2 separate regions of the Sus scrofa genome follow, and region 1 is linked to region 2. Evidence: chromatin contacts called from public Hi-C data. All regions are on one chromosome and are shown on one strand. The core of a region is the stretch at or near the end of the contact, and the rest is flanking DNA. Distances in the headings are between cores, read along the strand shown. Region 1 has its middle 37 kb from the start of RRM2. Region 2 holds the start of HPCAL1 (hippocalcin-like 1).

Region 1 (4,105 bases), core at 749-3,248, 220 kb before region 2:
ATTCAGCACCCCTGGAGCATCACCCTGACTGTGAACTTGGTTACAAGGAGATGCCTCCCCTGAACCCACCCCCAGGGCCTTGGTTTCCCCAGGTCTGTCCACAGGACGCACTCGGCCCATGGTCGTTGGACCAAAGAGTAGGCAGATGAAGGACTGAATTAGCAAGTGTGCGAGAAACCAGTGCCTGGGTGTGACGGGATCCCTGAGATGGAGTTGGGAGGAGCCCCATCTAGGCATCGCCCCCTCGCCACCACCAGAACTTCACTGCTCAGCTCGGAGGCACCTTTCTGCCCTGCTGGCCACGGGCGGGTGACTGACCCTCCTCCTTATCCAGGCAGAAATCAGTGCCCACGCCCCACAGAGGTGGCGGCAAAACCGGGCAGGGTCTGGCAATCCTTCTAACACTGGGCACCTCCTGGCCAGCGCCTGGCGGGGGCGTGTCTGCGGGCTTGTGTTCAGGGGATGGGGCGTGTCAGGGCGTCAAGGCAGTGGTCCTGTCTTGCTGATCTACAGCTCCGGGCTGTGCCCAGCCCTGGGCAGGTGCAGACACAAGACACAGCAGCTGGTGAAAGGCCTCCTTTTTTTTTTTTTTTTTGCTTTTTAGGGCCACATTCTCAGCATATGAAGGTTCCCAGGCTAGGGGTCGAATCGGAGCTACAGCTGCTGGCCTATGCCACAGCCACAGCAAGGCCAGATCTGAGCCACATCGGCAACCTACCCCACAGTCACGGATCCTTAATCCACTGAGCGAGGCCAGGGATCGAACCTGCATTCTCATGGATCCTAGTCGGGTTTGTTAACCACTGGGCCACGACGGGAATTCCTTGAAGGGCCTCTTTTCCTTGGCTTTCCTGCCTCCTGTCTCTGCCCCTCCCTGCTCTCCTCTCTGGGGCAGGAGGAAGCAGAGACAGAACGGAATCCCAGAGCCTGGGCAGGGGGCCTGGGAAGCATGAGATGGTCAAGCTGGTTCTCCTGCTGCAGCCAGAGTCCTCCCCGAGGGAGCCGAGACCGGGTCCCCAGACCACAGCAGCTCAAGCCGGGCTGTGCATTACAGGGGCTGGGGGCAGGATGGGCACGGAATGGCCGTGCTGGCCAGGACAAGAGAAGGCACGTGGGCTGGTTATGGGTGAGACTGGACAGAAATGGGAGGGGTGGGATGGAGCCCGTGTCCCCAGCCCCAGAGGCCCTGTCCTCCCAGATACTCCCAATGTACTCCGCGGCCTGTGTTTACGGCCAGCCCTTTCCCGTGTTCCGAATCAAAGGGGGTTGTGGCTGTTCTGATTTCTCTTCCTATGCGAGGCCCTGTCTCTGCGCATGGGCGAAGCCTTTTGGCCAAATGTCTGCTTGCAGAGGAATGATCTCCAGGGCGTCTTGGAGGCAGCTTTCAAAACAACACAACAGAGGAAAAAATTTACTCTACGGATCCGGGGTCATCTTTGGGCCTGTGAACGTTACTGACAATGGGCAGATTGACGGAGAAAAGATGGCTGTGTTTGTAGCATATGCATGCACAAAAGAAGTGGCTTAATAACTGGAGATGGGGGAGTTCCCACTGTGGCTCAGAGGGTTAAGAACCTGACTAGTATCCATGAGGATGAGGGTTCCATCCCTGGCCTCACTCAGTGGGTTAAGGATCCGGTGCTCCTGTGAGCTGCGGTGTAGGTCACAGATGCCTCTCAGATTCCGTGTGGCTGTGGTGTAAGAGCAGCTACAGCTCCGATTTGACCTCTAGCCTGGAACTTCCATATGCCACAGGGGCGGCCCTAAAAAAATAAAATAAAATAACTTAATAGGGGAAGGGGAGGGGCAGAAAGAAAACATGCATTTGTTTTAGGAAAGACCCAAGACTGTCTTTAAGAGATAAGACAGTTGTAATGAGGTTTGTTTGCACAGGGGGTCTTCTGTCTTCTTCTGGAAGGAAAAACTCCCCCAGGGTGTTGATTTATGGCAGCCTCCCTTCCAGAAACATCTGTCTTTAGTCAGATAACAGAAGCGCCCAACAGACTTCTTTCTGCACCTGTTTATCTCTTTCATTCATTAGTAAGCAGTCGATGCGCTTGGCCCCGGGGCGCTGGCTTCTCTATAAATTCTCAAGCTGAAATCCCCTTTTTAGGTATAATTTTTCCTATGCAACAAGAGGAAGAGACATTCCTAGATGAACTACTGGGTCCAGAATTGCTCTTAAGAAAGGGAAGGTCTTGGAGTTCCCCCTGTGGCGCAACAGGATCAGTGGCATCGCTGCAGCCCCAGGATGCAGGTTCGATCCCCAGCCCCGGCTCAGCGAGTTAAAGGATTTGGCGGCCACAGTTGCGTCGGTTCAACTGTGGCTTCGCGCGTCTAATCCCTGGCCTGGGACCTCCAGATGTGGAGGAGTGGCCAAAAAACAAAGAAAGAAAGAGAGGAACTGTCTTTGTTCCCAAGAATGGCCTCATGGGCCCTGTGGAAGCCTGGATGTCCTTGGCATCCATGCTCGGCAGGACACCACTTCTGGGTGTTGGGCCGAGGCAGCACCAGTTGAGAAGGCGCCATGGTGGGGGTAGGCCGGGCGGGGGGCAGTGGGGTGCAGGCCAAGGCCCTCCCAGCAGAGGGCATGGAGTCAAGCAGGGCCTGCTGCTCCTTTGAAGCTTGCTGGCTTGGCCCCGGTGCACATGGCCTTGGTGTCCACTAGCTCCCGGAGAGTGTGTAAATGAACTCGAAATTCAAGTGCCCTGACCCCGAAGGAGAGCTGCGTTTCACACCCGGATTCTTGACAGGTGGAAGCAGGATCCTGGCGGCCCCAGGGATGAGAAGTCGTGAAGAGGGTTTGACTTGGGAGAAGAGAGAGATGACAGCCAGTTTTTCCAGGCTCCCGAGGGCCCCGGAGGCCTTGGCTGCCTCCCGCTTACAGGGGGTGAGAGGTCCCGCCTGCTGGGTGGAATCCCATTTCTGGTCCCCAGGTCAGGGAGACCAGGGGAGCGGCCTCAGGCCCGCCCTGCAGGCTGCCTGCCCAGCTCTGTCTTACTGGACACGGGAGCCCCCCTCCTGCCCTAAAGCCCCCTCAGGAGAGCGCCCCGAGTCCCACGCCCAGACAGCGTTTCTGGAGGGGGACGGATGAGGACTGCCGGTAATGCGCACTCAGAAACCCCCCGGGCCCCCCAGCCTGCCAGGAATGCACCCCCTGCCCCTCGGTCACGTGGTCCACCCTCCAGAATGACCCATTTGCCCGTTCCCTGGTTCAGCATCACATTTCCTCCCAGGCTGGAACCTGGAACTGGTTTTTGAGGCTGAGACCTGGAGCATGAAGACACCACGACCGGCCGCAGGTCACGCAAACCCGCGGCCTCTGTCCCCAGAAGGGGTCTCCGGGCCAGGGTGCGGAATAATCCCTTGGCTGGCTTTGACCTCGGCGGGTGGGGGACCTGGGTTGCCCCCGGCCCAGCCCGTGGGCGCTGGAACCAGAGGAGGGTTCCAGCATGAGCCACAGATGCAGGAAAGGGGAGCCCGATGGGCTGCGGTGTTGCCAGTCTTGTTTCCCTGTCTGGGATGTGTGTGTGTGTGTGTGTGTGTGTGTGTGTGTGTGTGTGTGTGTGTGTGTGTGTGTGTGAGGGGGCAGGGGAGAGGAAGAAGGAGAGGGAGAGACACGAGGCGGTGTCTGGGTGGCTGATTAGCTCAGCTGCCCTCCGTGGCTGCAGTCAAGTCGGGCCTGAGACGCAGACACAGCCCCCCCCCGCCCCCGCCCCCTGGAAGTGGGTCATTTCAGCCTGGGTCTCTCTCCTCTCCCTGCTCCTTCCCTCCCCCCTGCCTTCCTTTCCCCTGTGTCTCTGAGCAGCCAGAGAGTGGGAGCCTCCGGCCTCTGCTCCCTCCCACGGCCCCTTGAAAGCCCTGAGCTGAAGGCCTGATTAGAAATCAGATGCCAGAAAGACACGCTTCTTAAAAGCCAGTGCAAAGCAGAGGCCAGGAGATCCGGCCGAGCCATCAAAAAGCCCCCTAGCCAGGGGCCCCCCTCAGGGCCAGGGCTCTGCTTTGAGAGGCAGGGCCCAGGCCTCATGGGGGAAAATAAGTCACCTGGGGGGGAGCCCTCTGCCTCCAGCAGGCTCAGGGCCCAGGCAGTGTTGGCAGGGGGCGC
Region 2 (4,560 bases), core at 50-2,549:
AGCGTCTGTGAGGATGTGGGTTTGATCCCTGGCATCGATAGTGGGTTAAGGATCCCGAGTTGCTGTGAGCTGTGGTCGCTGATGCTTCTTGGACCCTGGCTGTGGCGTAGCCCTCAGCTGAAGCTCTGATTCATCCCGTAGCCCGGGTCCTTATGCCACAGGCATGGCCATAAAAAAAGAAAAATAAATAAAGTGAGATGGCAAAGAGAAAGCTGTATTAATGCCTAGTAGGAGTTACTCCAGGGTCAGTCTTTTTTTTTTTTTTTTTTTTTTTTTGCTACACCCGTGGCGTGTGGAAATTCCCAGTCCAGCGATCAAACCTGAGCCACAGCAGCGACCTGAGCCTCTATCTACAGTGACACCACCAGATCCTTAAGCCTGCAGGGGCCTGAGATTTTACCATGAACACCGAAGACACTGTGGACTCTTGGTGCTGATTCTAGATCCACTCCCCACCCCCACCCCCAACCAGAGGGTCTCTCAAACAAAATCAAGAAGGGGCTCCTTCAAAGTTTTTGGATGCCTGTTCTAAGGATGAAGTCAGAATATGGTGCCTGAGGAGTTCCCGTCATGGCACAGTGGAAACGAATTCAACTAGGAACCATGAGGTTGCGGGTTTGATCCCCGGCCTCACTCATTGGGTTAAGGATCCAGTGTTGCTTTGAGCAGTGGTGTAGGTTGCAGACGCGGCTTGGATCTGGTATTGCTGTGGCTCTGGTGTAGGCTGGAGGCTACAGCTCCGATTCGACCCCTAGCCTGGGAACCTCCATATGCCATGGGAGCGGCCCTAAAAAGACCAAAAAAAAGAAAAAGAAAAAAGAGAATATGGTGCCCGAAAGAGAAAAGCACGGCTCAGAACAGGGGGTGTGGGGTGCAGTCAGCGTGACAGTATCGCCTGGAGCTGACGAGGGCGGTGAGAGTAAGGATTCCATCCTTAAGTCTTGTACAATCCCCAGTGGGCCTCATTCTCTCGATTTCAAGTGGCCATTTTTCCACATCTCCACCTTCTGGAAGTAGGGTATTCCTTCCAGTGTGAGGTCGGCTGGCCCTGACTCCCTGGAGCATCCCCGCCTCCCTAGGGGTACACTGCACCGCCACCGCCCCGAAGGCATCCCAGCCACGCTGAGACGTCTCATCACCATGATGGCCAGAGTCCGGCCTGTCCAGCCCTGGGTGCGAGACAGGCAGGGGACGTTCCTCCGGCCCACTCAGCGGCTGCCGGCAGTGGGGCGCCCTCCCCGGCCCCGAAGTCCCCAGCTGGGCCCCCTGTCTTGCAGGTGTCGCCACCGCCGGCCGTCATGGGCAAGCAGAACAGCAAGCTGCGGCCCGAGGTGCTGCAGGACCTGCGCGAGAACACCGAGTTCACGGACCACGAGCTGCAGGAGTGGTACAAGGGCTTCCTCAAAGACTGCCCCACCGGCCACCTGACCGTGGACGAGTTCAAGAAGATCTACGCCAACTTCTTCCCCTACGGCGACGCCTCCAAGTTCGCCGAGCACGTCTTCCGCACCTTCGACACCAACGGCGACGGCACCATCGACTTCCGGGAGTTCATCATCGCGCTGAGCGTGACGTCGCGGGGCAAGCTGGAGCAGAAGCTCAAGTGGGCCTTCAGCATGTACGACCTGGACGGCAACGGCTACATCAGCCGCAGCGAGATGCTGGAGATCGTGCAGGTGCGTCTCCGAGGCCCCGCCCACCCAGGGCTCGGGGCCGCCACGCCCGTAGCCGTGGCCGTGGCCGTGGTGATGGTGGCAGAGCCCGGGTTTCCTCGGGCCCCTTGGACAGAGACGCACGGAGGTGGCCGGCGGGGCTGCTGAGCCCTCCCATGGCAGTGTCCCAGAGAGCAGGTGCTCGGTCCTTTCTGGGGCTAGTGAGATGGTTCTCCTTGCTGGGTCTCAGGGTCTGAGTCTTTTTTTTTTTTTTTTTTGGCTTTTAACGGAGGTGCAGCCATCCCGTAGTCAGGTGTTTGAGGCCCGGCGTGCCGCGTGATGGGCCGTGCCCGCGTCTGGCCGGGTCCTCCCCCTCCGCCGCAGTCCAGCCCGCAGAAAGCCCGAGAACTGCCCCGCCTCCCGCCCCCAGACAACCCCTGTCTTACAGCCATCACCTCGGGTCATTTCCTCTGTTCTTGAACTTCACGTAAATGAGTCCGGCTTCCTCTGGCTCGTGTGCTGTCTGCCATATCCTTCCTCGCTACTGGGAGGAGCGGGCAACTTTCCAGCTAGGGAGGGGTCCGCAGCCCCGACTGCTGTGGGCGAGGCCGAGGCGGCAGCTCGCGCCTGGGCCCCACCCGTCCAGGGACACCCCGGAATCGCTGAGCACGAGGTGTGTGTGCCCCTTTGCAGGCCATTTACAAAATGGTGTCGTCGGTGATGAAGATGCCGGAGGACGAGTCCACCCCTGAGAAACGCACGGACAAGATCTTCAGACAGATGGACACCAATAATGACGGTAAGACCCCGGCGTCAGTGCCTCGGAGCACAGATGCGTGTGGGAGCCTTCCCTCCTGCTCTGCAGCTTCTCGGGCCTCACCCAGCCATGCAGCTGCATTCAGGGAAGAGCCGGGGTTCGGAGTCCGGGTGCCTGGGTGAGCGTCCTGCCCCCCTGATCTGTAGTCTCCTTGCTTCTAGAACCGGGGGACGGTAGGCCCCGGCTGTCCAGGGAGAGGCGCAGGTGCAGTGTCACCGCGCCCTGCAGGGGTGGGGACCAAGCGTCCCATGTGGTGGGGCCCTGGGAACTGCATCCCTTTGCTCTCATTATCCTGACTGGAGGGCTCCCAGTGGCCCCAGGGACTCTGCGGGGAGGTGCTGGCTGGAGCAGCTGTGCGGGGCCTCTGGGCTCATGCCACGGCAGAGGTGGCGCTTCCAGGAGGGGCGGTGGCAGCCGCACAATGAGGACTCAGTGTGTTTCCTGCTCTGCACTGGCTGCGAGCTTCTGCGGGGCCCACAGGGGGAGCGTAGCTGTGAAACTCCACGGGTCTACGCCTCTTAAGCAGTGTTAAGTGCCGTCCCAGAGCCTGGTCCGATTTGCTTTTGATCAATAAAGAAATGCAGCATTTAGACAAGAAAAAAGAGAAAATACCCCCTGGGCTGTGCTGGAGATGGAAAATAAGCAAATGGACAGAAGCGTGCTCTCTAGACCCCGAAGTGAGGTGCGAGGAGGAGGCCGAGGGCTGCGCCCTCGGGGGAGGGGTGCAGCGGCGCGACCGCAGCTGGAGAGCCTCTTATGCAGAGGCAGGAAGTGGGCTCCCCAAGGCACAAGTTGCCACAATGCAGGGTCTGCTTCAAACTCGGTCCCTCCCACATCTGTATCCTGGGAGCATGTGTTTGGCGCCAGCGTCGGTGGCTCTGGAACTCACCTTTCTACGGCACCCGGTCCCAGGAGTAACAAGGTCCTCGATGCAGGAGGCACCGAGGACGAGGCAGGCACCAGCAGGCCCTTGGCAGGCCTCTGCCTAACCCTCCCACCCCGCAAAGCAGGTAGTGCAGGAGCAGGAAGGGGACTCAGCCGGAGCAGCGGGCCGAGCCTCCGCCAATGGATGGCCAAGCTGGACGGGCCGGAACCACACCCCGGGCAGTGGCTGGGAGGCTCTGGATTGGTTATGGGCTAGAGACAGAGGCCATGTTCTTTCCGGACAAGACACGTCGTTCTTAAATAAAGCGTGGAGAACTTTCTAGAAGGATTTAGCTTGCCCCACCAGCCACAGCGTGCAGCCATACTGGGGACAGCCTTTGAGGGGCCCCGTGCTGTGCCACGAACAGTGAAAGCCAAAAAGGGTTTTCCAGAAATGCTCTTTTTTTTCTTTTCTTTTTTTTTTTTTTTTAATGTTAGGGCCGTACCCACAGCATATGGAAGTTCCCAAGCTAGGGGTTGAATCAGAGCTGCAGCCACCGGCCTACGCCACAGCCACAGCAACAGCAGATCCAAGCCGCATCTGTGACTTACAGCTTGCAGTCACGCCAGATCCTTAACCCACAGAGCGAGGCCTGGGATCGAACCCGCATCCTCATGGATACTAGTCGGGTTCTCACGCTGAGCCTCAACAGGAACTCCCCAGAAATGCCGTTGAAACGAGTGGAGCCTGGACAGCATCCAGGACTCAAGGGCGCGTGGGGACAGTGACACAGGAATGGTGACAGCACACTAACTCCCATTTCTCCCCCAGGCAAACTGTCCCTGGAAGAATTCATTAAAGGTGCCAAGAGCGACCCGTCCATCGTCCGGTTGTTACAGTGTGACCCCAGCAGCGCCAGTCAGTTCTAAGGGCCCGGCATGTGGACAGTGCAGAGAAACACAAGCTTGTCTTGCCATTTAAGCTTTGCTTGCGACAGTGGATGCCTCCTCAGTCATTCCTGCTCTCCCAGGGCAGCCAGGCGCCGCGTGGCACCTGCCCGCCCGGCGGCCGCGCCTCCCCCCCTCCGCCCGGCCTCCTCCCGCCCCCTCCCGGGTCCCTCCTGGGCGACTCCCCGGGATGTGTTTACACGCAGGGCTCCCAGCATCCTTGCTTCTGGGCCACCTCCCGGCCTGCAGGGAGCCCAGAGGACGCGCCGAGGATACTGG

The links. A called contact is a pair of places that touch in the nucleus more often than the background predicts.
Region 1: a contact with region 2 is called in a Hi-C map of fetal liver, with 4 times the contacts expected there. The contact joins the enhancer-like site here to the promoter of HPCAL1 in region 2. A contact is called at or near these places in 1 of 5 promoter capture datasets (fetal skeletal muscle), 16 of 47 Hi-C or Micro-C datasets (adipose tissue, blood, embryonic fibroblasts and 11 more) and 1 of 2 datasets of contacts at active chromatin or transcription factors (alveolar macrophages).

The regions. Positions count from the first base shown.
Region 1 is chr3:126,327,749-126,331,853 of Sscrofa11.1, reverse strand. No RefSeq gene overlaps it. Among named protein-coding and RNA genes, the nearest start is that of RRM2, 37 kb to the left of the region's middle. Within about 2 kb of position 1,998, at least 3 of the 83 cell types and tissues checked have an H3K27ac peak or open chromatin away from gene starts, as enhancers often do. A contact at or near this core is called in fetal liver, where this site is marked.
Region 2 is chr3:126,107,914-126,112,473 of Sscrofa11.1, reverse strand. It overlaps HPCAL1 (hippocalcin-like 1), which reads left to right and starts at 1,299. Exons shown (of 3, transcript NM_001123126.1): 1 at 1,299-1,676; 2 at 2,346-2,451; 3 at 4,166-4,263. The coding sequence starts at 1,299. The coding sequence ends at 4,263.